2 separate regions of the Cricetulus griseus genome follow, and region 1 is linked to region 2. A link is a contact called in public Hi-C data. All regions are on one chromosome and are shown on one strand. Each heading gives the region's core, a stretch centred on a gene start, on an enhancer-like site or on the middle of the called end of the contact. The rest is flanking DNA. Distances are from core to core; before and after follow the strand shown.

Region 1 (4,929 bases), core at 1,778-4,277, 520 kb before region 2:
ATTTGGCAATTCAGATTTTTCTGTAACTCTAGTTCCAGGTGATCCATTCTGACCTTGAGGTTCCCAGGTATGAATGTGCTGCACACACATACATACAAATAGTCAAAACATTCATATACATAAAATAAATAATAAAATAAATAAATAAAAATAAAATCTCTGCGATTTTTAGGAAGATAAGAACTTACTTTTATAAATTAGCATTACAAATTTTGTGCCTGCATTTAATTTTCTCCTGTGAAGTAGATAAGGCTGCTATTCCATTTTGTAGCTAAGTGTTCTGAGATCTTACACAGTTTATTGCTTCCACAATTATAAGTTTTCAGCTAAAAGTTATACGGTTGTGGGATAGTAGATTTTGAAACTCATTTGATCAGATTATCTTTTGCTGTTGTTACTATTGTGAGATGGGGCTTCAAGGTGTTGCCTCAGTAGGCCTTTACCTCCAGGGCGGAACCGACCCTCCTGCTTATCCTGAGTACCTGTGATTAAGCCCAGGTGGTTATCCCTCTGGGCAGCACCTGTGGTATTGTCCTATGTCAGTACCTTTCTGCTGTGCTCCCTTCTATTTGTGAACAACTTTCCCAGTCTTCATAGTTAGCCAAAGGCATTAGTGAGTCATTAGTTGGCATTTTGCCCTTTCATCACTCCTGAGCTTTTAAAGAGGCTGTGGAATAGCAAGTGTAGACTAATGACATAATTTAGAGTCTATGATTTTTTACAAATAACAGTGTATTTAAATTCACTTTTTTGTTTTGTGATAAAAACCAGACTATTTAAGTTTCTTCAGAACTGTATTTGATTTGCCAATGTGAAATTTGATTTCCATTGAATAATAGGAAGTAAGGTGTCTCCCAAATAAAAATGTTCTCTTCACTTCATACTGATACATCTGCTGACCAATAAAGATGCAAGATCAGAGTTCCTCTAAAACTATGTTTCTGGTGGTCTGGTAAGGCAAATTAAAATAGATGATAACAGGAAAACCAAAGCAGCAAAAGATGCCATGGTATTTGGAAAAACCCAGACTTTCAAACTCCTTAAAGTTAGATTCTCATTATGGTTACTGATGATTTTCAAAACCTTTGGTGATGGCATGTTATGTCCTTAATTAAAATGTACTTTGTACTCAGGCTGTAGCTCCAGAGAACACTTGGCTAAGTACATGTGAGGACCTGGGTTTAATCCCCAGAACTGAGATCTCAATGCAGGATCAGAAGGGTCTTCTGTCAGGCTGATGAGTCTTTAAACAACACTGGTAGTCTGGCACTGACCCACGCATCCCTGTAATCAGAAAGACAAGAACGTTCTGTTCTTTAGCCACAGATGCTGCAGTCTACTCCTCTTCTTTGCACTCTCCATTGCACCATTGCTACAGAAGAGGCTGTTAACAGCTTTATTCAGTGTTTGAAGCATTACAAAACCCAGCACCTTAGTCTGTGCATCTTTGGAAGATTTGTAGAAATCAGACTCTTTGAAAAAGGAACTGCTGTGAGAATTGGAAACTCTGCACTTGTATGTAGGTATTTTTAGCAATAAAGCACAGGCTGAGAATGCAAAAATTTTTTTTGGAAAAAAACCTTAAATTATGTCTTTATTTTACTTGATTTGATCTTTGAAGCATAGAGGATCCCATGTTGATACAGAAATGTTTAAATCTTTGATTTTTTTATTTTGTCATGGAGGTATATTTTTTAAGGTATATACCTATCTTTAAGTAAGACCATCAAATTTAAGGGCCTATTCACAAATTAATCAGTGAAACAGAAGACCAATTTAGGAAATTCCCACCATGTAATAGGGAAATATATAGAATAGGGCTTGCAGTATTTGGTGTCTATGGGGACCTAAAGGACATAGAAATGGCTCCATTTGGATTCTGAGTGTACTAATTTAAATCCTGATCCTCTTTTACTGGCAAGCTTTGTGATTCCTAATTAATAGCTTAATCTCGACTGTCTGTAAAATGTAACTATGTTCTACACTGTGTTTGCTTTAGAGAGGGAGAGTGTGTTGCTAGCACTATGACTGGCACCAAGAACACACTTAATACATTAGAACAATAACAACAGAAATATTTACAGTTCTATTTCTTATAGTAGCTTTTCTTAGTAATGATTCCTCTTTTGTTTCCCTATAAAAATGTCATTATTGAGAAGATGCACTTTGAAATGAAAGCACTTACTTTGATAATTGGTCCCCGGTGAGTGTTATCATCTTGAGATGCGCTTCTGAGTGTCTGTCTTCCATTTGATAAGTAGCAACCTCATCTAATTTCTTAGGGATGCTTTTTTAAAGTCATCTTGTGCAGCATAGACTGTATAATGAAGGGCAGTAGTGTGCATGTATCTCAATTTATTCTTGGGCCCTGCCTTGTAAGTTTTTCGGTATGTGTTGTAGGAATTAATAAGTTGTGTGTAAACCATAAGCACTCAGAGCTGGCAAACCACAGTGCTTTTAACAGTGTCACTCTTTGTTGGGAAAGATGATCCTAAAAAAGTATGTTTTGAGCCATGAGTGGTTCTGCATTCCTGTAATCATAGCACAAGAAATGATGAAGCAGAAAGATTATGAGTTCTATATCAGTCTAGCTACTTAGAGAACTGAATGCCATCTCAGGCTAGGACTGTGTCTTAAGAAAATAAAATCAAATAAAGATTAATAACTTAAATAAATAAAATCCCATTTTCAGTCAGTAGAAGTATTATTTCTAAAGCTTTAGTTACAAGGAACCTTTTAGAAAGGTTTTTGCTAATCATACTATGTCCTTACTAAATTTCATGCAAATATGTTAATTTTCTTTTTCAGACGACTTTTAGTTTCCTATCTCAACTATATTGTGTTCTTTCCCAGAGCATGAAGGGAAGAAGTAAAAGCAGCCATGACCTGCTTAAGGACGATCCACACCTAAGTTCCGTGCCAGCTGTGGAAAGGTTAGTGCTGTGTTGAAAGCTGACTCCAGTTTTTAGGCTTTATCTCATTCTGTTGTTGTCTTGGTTACCAAGCAGAGCTCATAAATTTCCTAAGCCTAGCCAAAACAATAATACATTTTGATAAGTGATTCATCTTAGGCTAGTCTGAATACTAGAAACTGCTGTAATAATTGCATGTTGCATTGCTAACTGTCTTTGGGGCATTTTTGTTTGGGTATCATGAGTAAGCATGAGAGTGCAAGGTTACCGGAAGAAGTGACCACATTCTGGGCCAATTTACTGCGTGTAAATTCTCACAACTTTCAGAATTGACAGAAACCTGTCTTAATTGTCTTTGTTGCTTTTGTTTGAGAAGTGGAACATTAGTGAATGTTAAATGTATTAATTATACATGGCCATTATACATGGTCAGTCTCAGACTGAGCTAAAATACTGTTGTTCTGAGGTTAACTCATCTTCAAAAATTCTATTTTAAAATACTGTTTTCTTAGTATCCTTTAATTTGTAGGATTTGGTCCCTTTAGCCAGAGCCTTTTAACACAGCTTGATGGTGTTTGCTTGTATTTAAAAAAAAAAAAAAAAAAAATCCAGAGAATTCTCTTATCTGCTACTGGAGCATGTCTCTTCCTGTTTATAAAAGGTGACTACTTTTGAGCATGTTCCCATCTGTTGTGCAGTGCCGTTGTGAGAGTGCTATGGTGGAAAAGCAAAGCAAAACATTAATTCTAGCAAACTAGTTATAAATTCCAGTTTACGCTTTACATAAATGAATACTTGTATTAGTTTCACTTTGAAACTAAAATGTATTTGTTTTACTTATTTTTGTAGTGAAAAGGATGATGCAACAGGAGATTTAGAAGATGTGAGTATTCACTTTAGTACAAATATAGCTTGAACAATTTATAAATAGGTCAAAGTTTTACAAATTACATTTTCCTTAAAAAGATACAAATATATGTAATTTAAAAATGAAAATAATTTCCTATGTTATTAGAATATTTACTTCCAAATAGATTTGCATATTTCCCCACAGAATTTCAGTCTCATATATGAATTTCTGTCCTGCCTTTTCTGTCACATAACATTATGTGAAAAATCTTAAGTGGAAATGTTATAATTTTATTATGTTAAAAGTTTAAATGTGATGAGTGAGCATCCTTCATGCTATATGGGAAGTGCATAGAGGAGTTATTTGTAATAGTGTATTCCTTTTTATACATTTATCTGAGAAGATTCTCTTTTAAGATTGTATCCTTATTACTAGCTAACAGTCATAAAAACAGAAGGAGCGGCCAGTGCTAGGTAGAGGTGCTCCCAAGGACAGGGGCTCAGGTTCCTTACTCACTGGGTAGAAGAAGAGAACTGACCTCCACATTCAAGCTGTGCCAAGTGTGTGTCTCCACACACACACACACACACACACACACACACACGAGAGAGAGAGAGAGAGAGAGAGAGAGAGAGAGAGAGAGAGAGAGAGTAAACATTAAAATAAACAAAATGAAGATTTGCTTGTACTATGTGAATGATAATGGTTTTCCAATTATATAAATATTAAGATGAAACCTATTAATGTGTACATTGCATAATTCAAAAGAAAATATGTAATCTAGCATGTACAGAGATTTACCTATGTCCACAGTCAAAAGGGGAGGGGTTCTCTGATTAGGTATATCAGAGAGAATGAGTATCTGCTCTGTGAGGAAAACCCTCCTGGGAGAGAAGAAACTTGGATCTTATAGGAGACCAGACGATAACTGGATCATAGAAGAGGGGGTGGGAAAGGCGGATAGCATGGCATGCTCTAAAGCTAAGCAGAGATTACACCTTGTTCAGGAAATGCAAACTGAGCATTAAAGTTTGGAGAAACTTGCTGTGTGGAGAGGTGACCAGGCTGAATATAAAAGGAGTGACCAAGCCGGGTACTAGGGAGGCAGAGGCAGGTGGATCTCCGTGAGTACGAGACCAGCCTGGTCTACAAGAGCTAGTTCCAGGA
Region 2 (5,129 bases), core at 2,587-5,086:
GCAATCTTCACTCCAACCCTTTCTAACACTATCCTAGCAACATCTAACTTAACTAAGTCAGTAGCATTAATAGGAAAACTAAGTAAACTAAAGTGACTCATTTAGTAAGAAGGGCACTGGTATTTAATAGAAAGAACAGAAGTTCCAGAATTAGACTGGAGGATACAGTATTTGGTATATGGGCACTCAATAAATTAGATGCCTTCCTCCTTCCCTCCTCATTATCTTTTAAACTTCCTATGCTCAGAAAACAAAATTAACACTGTATTACTGCTCAGTTGGCTAGAGCTCAATTAAATTTTAAGCAGCATATCTAAATCACTCTTAGTCACCCACATAGTACAAGTGAATTGTGTTAACCTACTTTCTGGCACCTGCTGGGAAAGTTAATCTAGATGCCAGAATAAAGTATGTGTAAAAAAAATTAGTTTCCAAAGTTCAACTAATACTAAAATGCTAAATAATTGCTCAGAAATCACAATGCCTTAATAAATCTTTTGAGTTGTGTAAGAGCAGCAGCATTATTATGTTGTGGGAAACACAAAGGCTTGTTACTCCTGGTTTGACTTCAAGTTACAAAACCTCCCTGGATCTGTTTTCTCAACTATAAGATTGAGACAATAACATCTACCTTACAAAGACTTTTTGAGAGAACAAAATAGATTGCACCTGATACTTCATTGGAGTGGCTAAATAAAAGGTATCCCTCCCTTCTTACTGTATATCACTTTTTAAAGCTTTTCCTTCAAAAATAGTTTCATATTCTTCCTTCCCTAAAAAATGTGGAGTAGTAGGACATCATAGGGCAATAAGGAAGCTATCTTCTCTTTTAAAGCAGAGTGAAGAACTTGGACTATGATAATTATACTTATGTTTTAATTTTGAAAATACAAGCAAAATGTCCAGTTCACTTTAACTTTTGCATATGAGTTTTATTCATAGTTTAAATGCATCAGCTGGCAAAGTTAAAGGATAATTTAACTGTTTCCATGGATCAAAGCTACACTACTTATGTAGAAGAAATAAGACCAGACATCTTGTACTACAGTGATTCCCTCAAAGTCTGCCCTAGTTGAAGCCTGTTACTTGATTTTTTTCTTTATGGTTTGACTTCCCACTCAAGTGATATAGAAGTAGCAAAAGTAATAATTTCCTCTCATTAGCTATTATTATGAAGGTAGAGAACCTGGTTAACATCTTTCTCCGCTTTTTTTCATCCATGTTAATCTGGTTATTTATTTTAAAGCTGATTTGGTCTCCATGGAAAAAGCAACAAAATCCTAAACCCTTCAGGTCCTTTATATTTATACATGAAAAACTTTTCATTTCGTTCTCCAGTCTTTTCTCTCAACAAATATTTGATAGCTACTATATGCTAAAGACACAATTAGGTTCTAAGTACAAAGGATTTTGATTTACAAACTTGGTAAGATTAGTTACCAAAAAAGTATTATCAAATACATAATTTAGTCAAAACTTATCTATTGAGGAAAGCAAAAATTCAAAATGAAATTCCCCAAAACTACACCCCAAGTTAATAATTCTTCTAATGCTACCTGTATTAGGACACTTTTCCTTTAAAAAAAAAAAAGATGCTTTTTCTTTCTTGATAGTGTAAAAGGCTAACCAACTTTGTTTTGTTTTGTTGTTTTAACTGTGACAAATTATCTACATCTTCTTTTTTCTCTCCCCACAAATTCCAAATATGCTCCTAACTTTCCTTAATCTGATAACTCAATTCATCTGTCACTAAGACCACAGAGAGAAAGATTTGGCACACAGCCCCCCCTAAGCCACTAATAGCTACTTTTGGTTGCTAAGGAAATGAAGAGGAAGTAGTAAGACCAGCAAGAATAGAGATTAATTTGCAGGTTTTAGACCAAACTAAAAATTATTTACAACATTTCAAGTCTTAATGATTAGAAGATTTTCCTCTGGGAAATTACAAAAATATTCATACAACTACACAGAATAATCTGCTGCCATTTGTGTCAAATGAATGATTTGCTGATTTGTTTGAAAACAACTTATATATTTTAATATAGCATTCTTCAAAAAAGACCACTAGTGCTCACATTTAAGCACCAAGTTAATATAAACAAGAATGCATTACCACTTTGGTGAAAATAATTATCTTCAAAATTAATTTTCTTAGTTGCCTTCAAATGCACCAGTTTTTCATTGCTTTTCTTTCTTTCCCTGTCGTCTGTCGTGAATTTTAAGGGCTGCCAATTCACCACTAAATGTTTCAGTCTAATCAATATAAGCTTAAGAAAAAAAAAAAAAAACACCAAAAAAAGAAAAGAGGAAGAATTAGTTTTTTTAAAACTCTAAACATAAGAGAGTAGATTGAAAATTATATTTAGTGTTTTTTTTTTTTTAAGTTCCAAGCAATAGTTTGTAGTTGTCGTCCCCCCTCCCCCCTCAGCCTGGGGCTTTGCACACCCTCACCACCACCCCCCTTCCCATTCCACTTCATCCAGACAGAGGGTAACAGTCTGAGCTGCCCTGGTTGAGTTGATCCTAAAGTTAACATTCAGCAGCCCATTTCCAGACAGCAGCGCTAAATCTATTTGGATAAAACGCGTGTGACCCAGACAGTTGGCATTTGGCCCAAACGCGTTGCACCAGCAGCTCAAATAAAAACAAGAGTAAGAAACTTACTCTCTTGTTCCCTCTCAGTGTGCTTTCTTACTCTGGCTTGCTTTCTCTGCTCCTAGCACAAGTGGAAAACTTATCAAAGACAGAAATTATAGCACATATTATCAGAAAGATTTTCCAATACTTCCTCCAGCACTCTTGTTCTCGCTCCTCAATCCCTAAACTTTAGTCTCATGTACCATATATCCAGACATATCCTGATAAACAAGGCTCCAGAGAGTTGAGTCTAGCATGGCCCAAGTGGGCAAAAGTAAATCAAAACCACACGCTTTCATCTCTGATTAGCCTATTAAGAGCTTACCATATTCTAGAGCATCAGCGCTACAGCCAGCACACTTCTGCTGGCCTGAGAGCACAGGCATAAAATATGCACTTCTCTGAATACTAAAGACACTGACATGAAACGGATTTGCAGAAGGCAATTGCATAAATCTGGAAAACGATTGAAAACACACATCATCATTACTTTCTCCACCACTATCCGGTGATTAGTTAAAAGAGCACGATGATCATAATCAAGTCCATCTCACACAACATGTAAATTCATACAATGAGCGCATATTTTTCACATCATAAAATACCTGTAAGCCCCGGAATTCTACATCCGCGAGTAGTCTAGAGTTTTAAAGATTTGTCTGTAAAATGAATTTAGTCAAATTCACTCTTTGCCATAAAGCACTCGCGCGCGCGCGTGTGTGCGTGCGCGCGCGCTCACACACACACACACACACACACACACACACACACACACACACACACACGAGAGAGAGAGAGACAGAGAGAGAGAGAGAGAGACAGAGAGAGAGAGAGAGATCTAAGCGTTATTAGTAAGACAAGCAAAGCACAAGGTTTTTTTTTTAAAGGTTTCATTGAATATTGTGAAATCTTTCTTACCGTTTTCATCTTCAAATTCTGATAAAAGGTAAATTTCAAACAATAGAGATTTCACTGGACGACTCACGTACTCCCTCTCTCTCTCTTTTCTTTTTGCCCCCCTTTGCAAAGCCACACCAGCCAGTTATTCTGCAGCCAGAATAAAACCCTATAGTCTCGCTAACCGGAGCTTTAGGGAACAGACTGCCGATTTGGCAGTTAAAAAAAAAAAAAAATTTAGAAAAAAATACTTTTAATACATCCAAGGCTATCAACCTGAGACGTGCTTTGCAACCCCCCCACTCTCTCCCTCCCCCGCCCACCCCCCAAAAAAGGAAAGGAAAAAAAGAAAGAAAAGAAAGGGGAAAGGCTTATTGGGGGGGAAGTGGTGCCCTCTCTTCCTGGACAGCTTAGTGCCTTTGCTATGCAAATAACATGTGCAGAGCATCAAAAGGTATCAGGAGAGAGAGAAGACAAGAGGAGCAGGAAGGGCAGGAAAAGTTTTGTTGAAGTAGCCCTCGAGCTCACTGCCGGCCCCCAGCCAACTTCAATTGCAGCAGAAGAAAATTTTGGCAGCTTTCCTCAGAGGCAGAACAAACTGACGTCAGTCTGCAGATGTGCCTGGGCTGCCTGCGTCGGTGCGCATGTGTCCTGGGTCGTCACGTGGAGGGGGAGGGGAAGTAGAGGTACAATCGGGGTATCCAACTACCAGCCATTCAGAAGGGCTTAGACAATGTCAACTTTTCCTCCCTGTGAATGAGAGAAACTCTGGCCCTCTAACCTCTCTCCCCTAACCCACTCCGCCTCCTTCCTCCCCTCTAACCTCTTTCAGAGTCTTGTCTGGTTTGTTATTAGTGTTTCTTGGGAAAGGGAAAGAGGGGTAGAGAGAGTGAGTGACTTTAGATATACTAATGTCACTGTCAAATTTTCGGTGTCATTCTCTGTTTTTCTTAATCTGCAAAATAAAAGCATTTAAAAGGTGTTCATAAGATTTCTGTAAGGAGTCAGATCTGTGGAGCACGCAAATTTCAAGACTTGAAAGCAACATGTGTACAAAACGCCTGTGTGTTGAATACATACTTTAATAGGTGAAGTTTCCACCAAAAGAATGAAAGCTAAACAAAATCGAGCCCTGCAAATTTTCCATGTGATTATCGGCTTCAGGATATGTGGAGCTTTAAAAGGAAAGGGGTGTGGGTGCATTATTTCCAGATGAGAGACTGGACGGTGTTTAAACTGCAGCCGGGAAAGCAACAAGTGAGATGTAATTTTTAGCAGTATATTGAATGAGACTTCAATGACTGCTCAAAGGAAAAGAAATCCAAAATAAGCCCCCTGATACCTTAAGGGGGAGAGGGACTACGACACAGGAACCCTGATGAGGTCTCAAGATAAACAAACAAAACCTTAGAACTGGTTCTTCTAGCTTCCAATCCCACCTCCCCCTCCACACCAGCTGCTAGTCCAGCCTTTAAGGGTAAATACCACAACGATGTAGCACTTTCACTTTCATTTGCTAGGAGAAAGCCCCTGGCGTTAAACTGTAGGGGAAAAAAAAAAATGTCCTTTCCCTGTCCTAAGCAAACAAACAATGT

What was found. Hi-C and Micro-C count contacts between places; a contact is called where the count stands out from the background.
Region 1: a contact with region 2 is called in a Hi-C map of fibroblasts, with 8 times the contacts expected there. The contact joins the enhancer-like site here to the promoter of Adamts6 in region 2. A contact is called at or near these places in 6 of 8 Hi-C or Micro-C datasets (the CHK-Q cell line, the CHL-YN cell line, the CHO-K1 cell line and 2 more).

What each region holds. Positions count from the first base shown.
Region 1 is chr2:323,074,954-323,079,882 of CriGri-PICRH-1.0, reverse strand. Cwc27 (spliceosome-associated protein CWC27 homolog) reads left to right here. Exons shown (of 14, transcript XM_027401531.2): 8 at 2,854-2,933; 9 at 3,762-3,795. Among named protein-coding and RNA genes, the nearest start is that of Cwc27, 26 kb to the left of the region's middle. Within about 2 kb of position 3,027, at least 2 of the 6 cell types and tissues checked have open chromatin away from gene starts, as enhancers often do. A contact at or near this core is called in the CHO-K1 cell line and fibroblasts, where this site is marked.
Region 2 is chr2:322,559,718-322,564,846 of CriGri-PICRH-1.0, reverse strand. Adamts6 (A disintegrin and metalloproteinase with thrombospondin motifs 6) reads right to left here and starts at 3,836. Exons shown (of 26, transcript XM_027401535.2): 1 at 3,556-3,836; 2 at 3,243-3,296.